Regions from separate parts of the Lactuca sativa genome. Here region 2 is linked to region 1. Evidence: chromatin contacts called from public Hi-C data. All regions are on one chromosome and are shown on one strand. The core of a region is the stretch at or near the end of the contact, and the rest is flanking DNA. Distances in the headings are between cores, read along the strand shown.

Region 1 (6,693 bases), core at 1,981-4,480:
CCTGATGATGCCACACCAAACCACTCTCTTTCACCTCAATCGTTGACCCATCCGTTGACTCCCTATATAGTTCCATCACCGGTTCCGCTATCTCCTTCCACTCAAGATCCCCACCCACCACCCCACATTCCCACTCCAAACTCCCACCCCACCTACAAACAAACATATCATCATATCATTAAAATAATAATATTAGTATAACCGGAGGGAGGGGTAAAAACGACATTTCAATACCTCATGAAATACCCGTGTTCCGCCGCTATACCTAACCGCTCACACGGTGCAAGCCAATCGCTCAACGTGTCTTTCCCTCTTCCACTCACGATAAACACCGTGTTCTTCGGATCATTACACAAAACATTCAAAATTCTAATAACTTCCGCGCTTGGAGTTTTCACGATCGACGAGTGGGCGACAAGTGTCCCGTCGTAATCCAAAAAGATTGCGCGTTTATTCGACCGTTTATACGCGGACACAATAGCATCGGGGGACAGCTTTCTAAAACCAGGGGACATCGACATCACTCTAAAACCCAAACCAAATCCAATCCCCCAACACCGTTTATTATCATGATCTTTCGATGCTCGTTTCAAATCTTGCAAAAAGCTACGCGCCCAATACCCGACGTTATGTGAACTCACGTATTTATAATGCTTTAAATGTCTCAACTGCTTCTCCGATTCTTTCATTACTATAGCCGAATTCATAGCTACAGCAACCGATTCGATATCCCACGGGTTGACGCGTATAGCCCCGCTTAAAGACGGGGAACACCCTACAAATTCGGACACCACCAACATACTTGTACGGGCGTTTTCGTCCGAAATCGGCGAATTTTGTCGGCATACGATGTATTTATACGGGACTAAATTCATCCCATCTCGGACCGCGTTCACTATACAACAATCCGCCATCGAATAATACGCCGACTTTTCGTAGCGCGCGACCGGCCGGTCGATCAAAACCACCGGAGAATATTCCGGCGAACCGTACGCTTCGTTGATTCGGTTTATAATTAAATACGTTTCACGCTTCGCTTCTTGTACGTCTTTTCCGGTGCTTCTTGCGGGATTCACAATTTGGATTAAAACGAGTTTACCACGAAGGGAGACGTGAATTTGTAGGAGATACTCGAACGCAAGTAGTTTTAAACTTATACCTTTGAAAATGTCCATGTCATCAACCCCGACTATAAGCTTCTTACCTTTGAAACGCTCGGCGATCTCTTTAACTTTTCTTAATGTAATCGGGAGGTTTAAAACGGATTCAAGTCGACCCATGTGGATCCCAACGGGTAAAATCTTGATGTAGACTGTTCGACCGAAGTAATCGAGTCCAATGTGACCTCGTTTTGATTCGTAATCGAGACCCATCATTCGACTACAACATGACAAGAAATGTCGAGCGTAATCAAACGTATGGAATCCGATTAGGTCACAATTCAAAAGTCCTTTAAGAATTTCATCTCTAACAGGTAAAGTTCTGTAGATTTCTGAAGATGGAAATGGGCTATGGAGGAAGAAACCGAGTTTGATTCGGTTACAACGGTTTCTCAAGAAAGTGGGGAGGATCATAAGATGGTAATCATGAACCCAGATGTAATCGTCTTCCGGATTAGCAACTTCCATGACTTTATCCGCGAATATTTTGTTAGCAGACACGTAGGCTTTCCAGAGAACTCGGTCAAATCGGTCGGCATGATCCGGGCACATGGGGAGCATGTAATGGAAGAGAGGCCATAGTTGATGTTTACAGAAACCAGCGTAGTATTTTTTTTGAAGGTCGTGAGGAAGAAAAGTGGGGACACAATTGTATTCATCTAGAAGCTTCTGAGCAACTTCTTCTTGCTCTGTTGCGTCTACTTCGACTTTGAGTGAACCGATGTAGATAAACTCAGTTTCGGGAGAAAATCCGTCTTTTAATTGCCATAAAAGTGAATCTTCATCAAAAGTGAAGGTCAATTTTAGAGTGTCGGGATCGCGTTGAATGTGTAAAGGTAACATGTTTGCTACTATGATTTTTCTCTCTCGACAAGTTTTATCGGAATTGGAGTCGTTGTTGCTATCGGCGATGATTCCAGGTATGGTCATGACACGTGGAAGGGATCTGGGAGTTTGAGGGATGTCTAATAGCTTATCCGGATCCAAATCCAAAATGTTTGCATACGATTTTGATGCCATATCACCTGTAATTTGTAAAGTAGAATTCATTGTTAAAAATAGGGTTTTGCAGAAAGGGGAAACCACCCAAGTTCTAGTCAAGTTCTTCGATATGCATATGCATCCATGGCAAATAAGCATCTATGCAAAATTCAGAAATTGACATTATCGTCGGTATTTCCCTGAATGGTAGCAGACAAATTACGTCCTCCTATCCAAAAAAAGGACAACAGTTTTGGAGTTTGATGTCAATTGCGTTAGCATCTGATTTGAACATTGATAATGATATTGATTGTACACTTTTCAGATTCGTTTACTCTTTTTATTACTGCAGCAGAATATAGTAGAATTCGTTTATAATCTACAACAAATCACTATCGATTATCTATTATCGATTTTGCATTTGAAAATACTAGTCTTCAAGTTTTGTTGTAAAACATTCTCGAAATTGAGGAGATCAGGATTCAGAAGAAGTTAAATCGTTTCTCAAAAGATCCAAAACGAAATGATTGCTTCAAACTACAAAAAGGAAACGCACAGCAGGCGTGACTATCATCTAAAAATAGGATAAAAACAGTTTTCTTCGTAAGGAAACTTTCCATTAGCGTGTGTTCGTGATTGAATTAATACCTAATATGAGTGAAGTAACTGAAGATATCTAAATTCCTTGCCTAAATTAATAGTAATTCTTACCTAAAACGCCGATCTTCTTATAACCTTAAGAATCCTGTAATTTTCTGCAAAAATGAGAAACGGAATGAGAAAGAGAAAGAGACAGTTCATTAACTTTCATACAAAACCAAACATCATTTCCATGAAAACAAAGAGCGTCAATTGGAATTAAGAACTGGACATAGATCATATGGATGTGGAGATATAAAAGCATCCATTTCATGCCGAGACTTACTTTGAGACGATACGTGCAACCGTTTGTTTTGAAAATGGAAGTCCGGCGCGGAGGTGAATGGCGTTCCTCCGGCAAAGAACGGCGGTGGAGAGATTGCTCGGTGTTGTATGAGAGAGAGAGAGAGAGAGAGAGAGAGACTGTAATAGCGTGGGGGTTAATATTGGGAGGGGTGGAGAGAGAAGGGATAAAGTTGACATTACTTCACCATAGTTAAACATTGGGAGCTCAACCATGGTTTAAGGATCGAGTTTAACATATCATTTTACTGAAATACCCTTTACTTTACCAACATACTTTCATTATGCCATTACCTTTCTAATGGGATTTTTGTTTTTGTTAATCCGAAGTCCAAACAAATATTTGTATTTTTATTAATTATTAATCTAATTTGAAACATAGATGAGAAATTGGTTTTTATTGTTTAAACTAATAGATTTTATATTTTCTTATCTTATTAATGGTTAAATAATTAAAATCTCTTTTGCTTCAATTCTTGACTAATGGAATGATGAATGACTTAAATGGGTAAATTCATAAAATAAATAAAATAATAGAATAGAACATTAAATTATGAGTATATGTTGTTGACATATACGAAAACGAAATTATCATAAAAAAAGTGTTATTGGTAAATACAATATATTGTATGCTATATATTTATTATTATAATCAATAATGTTTTTATGTTAAAATCATAAAATTAAACATAATAAAAGTTTTATCAGGTGGACTAATGATGATTTAGTGATAGTTTGACAGTAAACAATATAGTAGACCCGGGTTCGAATAATCAGGATTCACATAAAAAGAGACGAAATGTATTTATACTAACAAAAAAATATTTTCTAGTTGTTTTTATTCACTAGTGTCCTATAAATCTTATAAATTGATGTGTATTACTAAAAACCACATAAATAAAAGTAGATTATATTATATCCTTTTTCATTTCAGTCGGGTGTAGAGCTTAATAAAAATGAAAGGAAATTTGATGGAATAATTGACTCCATCTTTTAATTTCATCACATCAAATATGATCTTGGTTATAGGTCATGTATAACAAATCGATTATCTTTATAAGATAAACTTATTTAGTTTTCAACTTTTAACATAGATTTTTCACTCTCGTCTTAGAAGTTTGTTATTTTTTTTTATTATTATAATGTTTTTCACAAACCATTATGTATATTTGGTTCATAATTTATCACGTACTTGCATGATAATTTCTTTTGGAACATCAAAAATATATAAACAAACGACTCTAAGTGTAACATCCGGATCTCGAGTTACTTCATGTTTTCAATTTTTGGTATTTTAGGGTTTGCTACGGTGAGGTGGAGGCACCACGATGTGGCAAATCAAGATAAGACCTCGTGTTTATTTAAGCCGCCACAACGTGACAGTATATGGTCACGACGTGACAGCTAGCAATCGACAAACCCTATTTTTCGGGTTTTCAGGTGGGGCCTGGTGATTGACAGATATGTATACCGAGCGGGGTACGATGGAGGGTGGGGGGCCAGTACGTGTTATGTATGTATGATATGTGATATTTTGGGGAACTCACTAAGATTTGTGCTTACGTTTTCAGTTTATGTTTCAGGTACTTCGGTTTTCAAATGGAATAGCTCGAGATGATTGCAGAACATACACCACCTCGTTCTGCATTTTCTTGATTTACTCTGATATAATGTGATGATTGATATATTTATTTTATATTGTTGGAGCATGTAAATGCTCTACAAATTATGAGTGATAGTTAGGTTGTATTTTTCCTTTTATTGTATTGGTGGTGTTTTCTCTCTCCTATATATAAAGAGAAGTGGTCATGTAATATGTAAGAGTGCACTCACAATGTAGTTTCTAGAGAGAGAAAGTGTGGTGGGATTTCTCAGATTTATTTCTCCCAACAATGTTCTTCATGTATTATTTTATCTCTTTTCTAGTTTATGGAACTCCTCATCTTCATGCTCTTCATTTTTATGTTCGTTAAATCTCATCATATTATTATTCCGCATCCACCGATCGTCAAAATGGGTTTCATCAATTGGTATCAGAGCCGCACCTTGAAGGTTCAAGCGACTAGTTCAAGGAAACGACTCCCGTTCTGTGTTTCTCTTGAAGATTTTTCGGATTTTTGCAAGAATTTTCGGGTCCAAACTGGAAATTTTTATGATGAGTTCTATTTTTATGTGTTGATTCAAGCTTAGAAGAATAAAAAAGTTGCTGATTGTTTGTTCAATTTTCTGCTGGAAAATTCATGTTCATAAATGTTCTTATGATGTTGTTGAAGAAAAGAAGAAGAAAAATGAAGAAAAATTTTTGGTCTTAAAAATTGTTGAAGATTTGCTCCAGGCATTTTATTTTTGCCTTGGAAATGAGACACAAAATTTGGGCTTATTCTTCAAGAAAGTAGAGATTTTCTGTGAAGTTTTTCTTTCCAACAACCTCTTACGTTATTCATAAAAAAGGTATGATATTCATATCTTTCAACTCAAAAATGTTGTTGTGAATCTTTATTATGAAGTGTATGGACGTAATGTAGTGTTTGCATAAAGCCACATGTCCTTGTTACTTTTTTTTGGTAAAAAGTATTCCACTTTATTTACCTTCCCAAGTAAACACCATGTGACTTTGTCCAATCTCACCACCTTTTGTCGCTTTAAACCCCTGCACACTCAACCTTTTTTGCCTTCCCAACACCTCTTTTTGACCCAAAATGCTTCAGATAAAATTCTCTTCATTAAAATATGAATAAATGGGCTTTTCGGTATCATTTTTTCATGAAAAATATCATTTTTCGTCATCAGCCTAGCCTTCCTCAGCCCCCAGAACCGCAACCAAAAATTGCCTACTGGAGCCTCCTGAGAAGCCTCTGCGGTACCCCTTTCAGTCATGGTACCAGAGCCCTTCTCAGCTACCGGATCCCTTCTCAGCTGCGGTACCCCTCTCAGACCTGATGCTGACCGAAACCTTCTCAGTTGCAATATCCCTTCCTTGCCTTCGGGCCGTAGCATCCTCCTTCCCTCTTCTCGGACCGCAGTCCTTCTTCTGCTATTCGCACCGCAGTTCTTCCACTGCAGCTTCGCACCACAGTCATTCCTTTACTTTACCTCTACCGCAACCACTGAACTACCGCAGTCTTCAACTCACCTCGGACCGAAGTCTACTACCGCAGTTACTACTCCCTTCAGTACTCTTCCCTCTCAAACCCGCAATCAACTAACCCTCTCACCGCAAGTAATCCTCTCATCCGCAACTACTCTCTTCCCTCCCACTGTAGTCCTGTCGACTACGATACCTTCTCTTCAGCCGCCCTTCTTCTTCCTACTCCTCTTTCAGCCTCCCCCCTCCTTTCCTTTTCTCCTTCCTCCATCCTTTCCTCCTCCCTCCTTCTTCTCATCAGCCCCTCCACTTCTTATTTTTTTAAACCTTATTTTTTTAACACAATTTAATTTATTTTTTGACACCATTTTTTTACACCAATGTTTTTTTCTTCAGCCATTTTTTATTTAGCCAATTTATTTTTTTTAACACCATTTTTTTATTAGCCATTTTTTTATTAAAACCAATTAAAAAAAACAATTATTCTTTTAAAAACCAATTACTTTTTATACCAATTTTTGCCAC
Region 2 (7,192 bases), core at 1,889-4,388, 180 kb after region 1:
TAGTGACCTATTAACATATGATAATATATTTTTACATAAAATTAGTACATATAATACTAATTAAACAAGTATACGCATCCTAAAGTGCGGAAAACACTTTGGTTAAGTGCTTGGAGTGTCCCGGGTAACATTTAAGGGTGCGAATGGCTTAAATAGGGAGTTTACTCTCCAAGAGTAAACTATTTATAGAGTTCACGACCCTGGGACTAACTCCCATGAGTTTACGACCGTAAACTCATGGTGAGGGTGTTATAGGATGCCAAAGTGTCTTATATCCCTTGTAGAATTATGCTAAGTCCAAATATAAATCACATGAGTGGATTTAAGGCATCTAAATGGACCAAATAGGAGTTTACGGCCCTAATCAAGGAGTTTACGGCCGTAAGCTCCTATGTACATATTCCTTTGGTGTTTTAAGGGCTTAAATGATAGAGAATAAAATCCTATGCATTTTTCCAAGTCAAATGGGGAGTTTAGGGCATCATTTGGGCACTTAATGGGAGTTTACGGCCCATGGACCAATTCTATGGGGGTTTACGGCCGTAAACTCCTATTTCCTTGGTTTGTTTAATGTTTAAAGCATTTACATCAATGGGATTTGCTTCTAGACATTTTCCAAGGCCATAGGAGGTGTATGGGGCATTTCTAACCCTTGAACTCGAGTTTACTCCCCATAAAGAGGAGTTTACGGCCCAAGCATGTTCTTGGGCAGTAAACTCAAGTTTACTCCCCAAAATTCTAGTTCAAGGTGTTCTAAGCTCGTTTGTGCAAGTCTACAAGTCATATCTAAGCCTTAGGGGCAATTTGGAGGGGTTTGGGGCTTAAAAACCCCATTTAGGGGTGTTCACGGTCCAAGAGTGTTCTTGGGCCGTAAACACATAATCTTGCCCCTATTTTATGTCTTAAACTCGAATTTTCATGCTAAATAAGCTATACAACAAGTTAGGGTAGATTGCTTACTCGTTTGGGGCTCGAAACGGACGATTTTGGCTCGAAAATAAGTTGTAGAGAGAGAGTGTAAAGAGAGAGAGTAAAAAGGGTGGAAATGAAGTTTAATCTCCCTTATATAGGGGCTTGAGTTGGAGCTCAGTGGAAATCTACCCGATACTGCCGTTAAACGGGGCTTTTGGTCGCACCCGATTTAGTGGTCGTATTTTGACTTGGTTGAAACTAAAATTTTCCAAGGGATAATGAGGGTGTATCTAATTTGTTTCAACCCTTTCCAAGTCATTATAAAAGTCTCACATTAATTAACCTCTTCCAAAAGGTTAACGGACAGTTTATTAAAACTAGGCTTATTAACGGAAGAAGGGGTTAAATATGACGGAATAAATTTCGGGTTGTCACAACTGCATCTTCCATAATGCTTATTCTTGCACTTCTCGCACCAATTTTTTTCATTACTTCCCCTAAACTTCTTTGTTGTTGGGGCCAAATTTTGAGAATATGCTATTCTTGTTGGATCTATAAGATCCTTCAAACTTTTTCTTCACTCCTACCTCTGCTTTCTCCAGACCCTTCTCCCTTAATTAGGTCTCAACATTCTTGGCTGTCCAGATGGCGACCTTCAAGGTGGTTGCTTGCTTGACCATTGAACTGAAATTCGTTGGTAATCTATTAGTAAACTTGTTGACCTTGGAAAGTTAAGTTGGAGCCAAATAAGGAACAAGCTTCATTTTCTCCGTAGAACATGAAGTGTACTCGTTGACGCTAATCTTTCCCTTCTTTAGGTTATGTAATTTGTTGTTAATCTCCAGAAGATCCTGCTTAGAGCAGTACTATATTTTAAATTGCACCAGAAAGTATTCCCAAGGCATCTTACTAGCTTCTCCATTGGGCATGGTAATAGCTAGAAACTTCTACCAGCTTAATACCTTTGTCTTCAATTGTCTAACCGTGAACACAGTCTTCTGCTTGTTGCTACAGTCACAACTCTCAAACACCATCTCCATCTCGGAGATCCAATCCATGACTTTCATCGGTGTTGGGCTTCCAGAAATACTCGATGGATTGGATGTCATGAAGTCCTTGTACTTGATTGGTGGATTACCAACTAGAAAACTCGAGTAACATAAAAAAAGATTGCTAGGTTTGTCTTAGGGACTATGCACCGGGAGTAAGTTCCGACGTTCAAGTTAGATTGTTGTGTGAAGTGAGTCAACTCTTGTTGGCAGGAAAGAGTTGAAGGAGAGGACTATAAGGTGACTTTTATGTATCCATGAGAGAGAGAGAGAGAGTGTGTGTGTGTGTGTGTGTGTGTGTGAGAGAGAGAGAGAGAGAGAGAGAGAGAGAGAGAGAGATGTTTGCTTGTTGGAAGGTGAGGCCTTCTATTTATAGGAAGGATAAGAGGGTGTGAATGTGATAATTATATTATATTAGATACATCCCTCTTACACCATCAACCTTCTGAAATGTTGTATGATGTCAACACATATGACATTTCAGACTTAAGTCTAACCGAAACTAAATGCAAATCTAAAAGTTTTCTTTCGCCGAACAAGGTCATAATTGTAGTACACTTTATATGATTTTTATGTTCAATCCCCTGAGAAGCTCTAAAAAATTTCATGGAAAAGAAATCTACTAGATAAGAAATTTTAAGGAGATTACCATTATCGAGTCGAACATAGATACCATTTTTACACCCAATTTGAGAAGTTCTTAGGATTGTTCATAGAAAACATTTTTGTAAATTGCCATCAGTTGCATGTGTAGTTGTAATGGTCATAAAGTTTAGGCACATGTCTACAAAACCATGTGTTGAATAGTCCGCATCATTACATATATAAACCCAACATAACTAAATAGTTAGTATGTAATCACTCATAATGCCAATAATATTGAAACTCAATAGTTATTATTATTATTATTTTTATTTACGATTCTTTTTGCTCGTACCAAATGGCTTGTAGCCTATCGGTATCCGGTGTTGTCCTTCCTTTTTGAGGTTGAGGGTTCAAGTCCTATCGTGGACATAGATGAATTTAACATGTAGTTTAGGATATATTATGGTTAAAAAAAAATCAAATCAAGTTTATCGGTTTTAATAGGCCAGAGGCCTGCAACAACTGAAATGGACCAAATAGGGGGCTCTTATGACAGCCCAAAAGATAAGCCCATTCCCATGGCCTAAATTAAGAAGACCTCTAGTCGATCGCTCTCTACGATTTCATTTTTCTTTGTCTTGCTACTCTCTCATCGATTAGGGTTTTACTGCCTCTCGTTTGCGTTTCAATTTATTCGATAGGATCGCAATTCCTTTTAAAATTTTGCAGAGGTAATCACAATTCACCTGATTGTGAGTATTGATTCTCATTTACAGGACGTTTCAATTAATTTTATGTTTTTACCTGTAATTTGTAATTTGGTATCCGTGAAGCGAAAATGGAGATCGCTTATATTATACATGATTTGGTGAGATGACGGTGTTACCTATTTTTGTGATAGGTGAACGGCGATGTCTCGTGTGTATGTTGGGAACCTGGATCCACGTGTTTCCGAGCGAGAGCTTGAAGATGAATTTCGCGTCTACGGTGTTCTGAGGAAGTAAGTTTTGCTTAAATTATTTGTGATTTTTCATATCAATGTACTCGATATTTGTTCTTTGTGTTTGTTCGTATCATCAAAGGTAATGTAATTAATCAGTAAAAAAGAGATAAACAAGAGAACTTGTATGAAGCATCGTGTTATACATTGCGTGATACATCTACGAGTTAAACTTTTTCTCTAACCTCTTAGATTTGGTATTCTGTGAATGATGGAACACTTTGAGAAGATATTGTTTATTATTTTTGTAATTAACATCAAAGTTTGAGACTTGAAAGTACTTGAAAGCATCAAGTGTGACATGATATAATCTTATGGTATACTTTCATTTTTTGTGAAAGGCTGTAAATTCCTTGTATATCAAACAATATACATGCATATTTTGGTTCAATCTTCTACTCTATGCTGCTTGCAGTTTTCTAAGCACTGGTTTTGTCCTTTTAATAAAAAACTAACTTTTTTAAATGCTCACCTATCATTGTTATTGAACTGAATGCAGTGTGTGGGTTGCTAGAAGGCCACCTGGTTATGCATTTGTTGAGTTTGATGATCGCAGAGATGCACTAGATGCTATTCGTGCATTGGATGGTATCTTCTTCCTCTAGACAGAAACATTAAAATTCATAGCCATAATGTTAGATATCATTGGGTTTATAATTACATGTCTTATTAAACGGCATCACAAATGTATTTGAATGTATTCAGGGAAGAACGGGTGGCGAGTAGAGCTCTCCCACAATTCAAAGGACGGTGGAGGCGGCGGGCGAGGCGGTGGTGGCCGTGGACGTGGTGGTGGTGGTGGTGATGACCTGAAATGTTACGAGTGTGGTGAGCCTGGTCATTTTGCCCGTGAATGCCGCCTACGTGTGGGCCCACGTGGGTTAGGTAGCGGGCGGCGTCGCAGCCCTAGTCCCAGACGACGAAGAAGTCCAAGTTATGGTCGTCGGTATGTCGCGTTTATTATAAATATTTATAAAGTTGGCTACTTTTTCATTTTTCCAAAGTTTTTTATTGATTATAAAGTTATTTTTTTGTTTTTGGAATATGACTTCTATTTTTGTGAAAATGTGTTTGTTTTACAGAAGTTATAGTCCGAGATACAGTCCACGTGGGAGAAGGTCTCCACCTCGCCGGAGCATATCACCTTACAGAGGACGTGCCAGCAGATCGCCACCTCCATATCGCCGTGCCAGGCGTGATTCCCCATATGCTAACGGGTATGTTTCTTGTTTGTTTGATTTATTTTTGTTTTTGTTTATAAATGCTTATGTAAATGCTTGTTTTCAGAGTTTAAGATGGAGTGAAGAAGGAATGGATTATGGAAGGACGAGAATGGAAAAATGATAGGTTGGGGTTAATATGTTTTTTTTCGTGATGAACAAATTTGGGGTAGGGTTCTATTTATTATATATTTATATATGAATGATGAATCATGATGATGATGATGATGACATTGTGGTGTGTTTGTACCTGGCATCCGATGTGGAACTGCACTTTATACCCGCCAAAAAGGGGTTGCTCATCGGCTTAGAGGTCCATTTCTTTTCTTCAATTGCTTTGTTTACTCTGTCATGAAGCATGATATTATTATTAGTATTATGATATTTAAGTGTATTTTGTTTCTAAACATTTTTTTTTAATTTTTTCTTTTATATATTTTGAGGTTTGGTTATCGGCTGAGAACCAACCAACCAACCAACCATCGTCTTCATCATCATCTTCTAGTTTCTGCATCATCTTAAGACTACTACTACTACTCTTGACACACGGTTTAGCTTCGCATCTTCATCTTCATCTCTGCTTCTTCTTTGAAACTGCAAATTTTGGTCATCAACTATTTAATGACACTCTGACTCTGCGACAAAGCTTCTCACGTCTTTAACACAGTCAGTCCACTTATCTTGGTTCTTTGTCTGCTGGTTGCTGAGCTTTTGTTGTTTCTACTCGCCAAAAAGGTAAAAACAGTGACTTGTTGACTCCGCCTTGTACCCTTTTCTGCTGGGGCTGTGGGTCCTACTTTTGCTTTTGGGCTCTAGTGAAACCAGTCGCCAACGTTTAACGGATTATATGGTGAATACCTCTACCTGGTTCATATGTTTGGTGTTTGTTTTGACTTTGTTTTCTCCCTGAAGGTCGCATATGTAAGTAAAGTAGTCATGAATATGTTGATAATTAATCCTTGAATTCAAACTTTTTTAATCACCACATGACTGAGCAGGGTCCTAGAAAGGGTCCCAGAAAAAAAGATTATTTTTTAATTTTTTTTGGCGCAGATATTTTAGTGCATTCGCAATGGTCACCATTATTATATTTTTTTTTTAATTGACAATTCAATATAAAAGCTATCTTAAAAAACCTTCACCAATAAAACCTTTTCAAATAATCAAACATTCATCCTCATCCATAAATATTCTCTAAGGTTTATGGATCTGTTTTATATTTTTATTAGTTTTATAAACAAGTGAATTTATACTTTATGTACCTAGTCGGATTGTGATTACTATTGAATGAATATCCCGTACTTTGTTTGGTATTCTAAATCGTAAACAAATTTCACCTGTTTTGTTTTGCGACTTTATTTAAAATTTTTTTTCGAGATAATGTATTTTAAAATGGATTTACATAAATTAAATCTTTTTCGAGTTTAGTGATGACAAATAAATTACATGTGGCCTTTAAAAAGATAAAAAACGATTGGCTTTAAATTGGAATATGAATCACAATTTAAACTTATCGCTTACTGCAAACATGATAAATAAGATATTGTAACTTGGTGGTATTTAGAAAATTGTGGATATGGTTCTTTTTTATGTTTTACATTTATTTTAATATTTCAATAATTATAAAGAGAAGAAAGAAGAAAACCCCACTTCATCATCACATGTTCTTCATCTGTAATAAAACCAAATATACATTTCGTATATCGATATGCACACTGAAAATTTAAAAAACCCACATATAATGTACCCTGCAACTCTAAAGCATTAATTCATCACACACAGTTTGTGAATTTAGAACATAAATACATACACGCCAACCAACTCTAATAAATCTTTCTCATATTATAGACATAGAAAGTAGAAACTACTATGGCCTTTACATTGCATGTCACTTTACATTCGAGGCATACGAGGCATCTCAAGCATAAACCGTTTGTCATTAACATATGATCTCTGATGCTAAGGACACCTTTTCACCCATGAGTAAACACAACAATCTAAATATCATCCCACACTGGAGACATCTTTTATAAGTATATCAAAATCGTCACGACCATATGTAACAGAAACATAATTTCTCATATCCTCTTCACATCGCATCTTTTATTCTATCACATTCTAACTTAGCCATCAAAGTTCACATTCGGTGGCCAACTTTGTGGTGTATTCTAACAACATTTTCTACGTGGCGACTAATATCATGTACTTATGACGTAGCAACGTATGTGCATTCAACCATGACCAAATTTTGTATCATTATTTGGTGCCATTTATGGGGCCGGACACAAAACAACAATAGAAAAATGAATCCAATGGTTGTATTGTTTGGTCTTATTTCCAACAATGATGACTCTCAAGAAAGGAGCCGGTCTGCGCCAATGGAACAAACACCTTTGGTTCACACATGAGGCCTCCCGAAGTCTTGA

Evidence for each region. A called contact is a pair of places that touch in the nucleus more often than the background predicts.
Region 2: a Hi-C map of leaf shows a contact between it and region 1, with 10 times the contacts expected there. The contact joins the promoter of LOC111887216 here to the promoter of LOC111887211 in region 1. A contact is called at or near these places in 4 of 4 Hi-C or Micro-C datasets (bud, leaf and seed).

Annotation. Positions count from the first base shown.
Region 1 is chr4:11,352,918-11,359,610 of Lsat_Salinas_v11, forward strand. It overlaps LOC111887211 (probable alpha,alpha-trehalose-phosphate synthase [UDP-forming] 9), which reads right to left and starts at 3,231. Exons shown (of 5, transcript XM_023883371.3): 1 at 3,067-3,231; 2 at 2,853-2,896; 3 at 235-2,185; 4 at 1-152. The coding sequence starts at 2,180.
Region 2 is chr4:11,531,734-11,538,925 of Lsat_Salinas_v11, forward strand. It overlaps LOC111887216 (serine/arginine-rich splicing factor RSZ22), which reads left to right and starts at 3,139. Exons shown (of 6, transcript XM_023883380.2): 1 at 3,139-3,277; 2 at 3,448-3,546; 3 at 4,046-4,134; 4 at 4,252-4,492; 5 at 4,629-4,763; 6 at 4,834-5,751. The coding sequence starts at 3,458. The coding sequence ends at 4,840.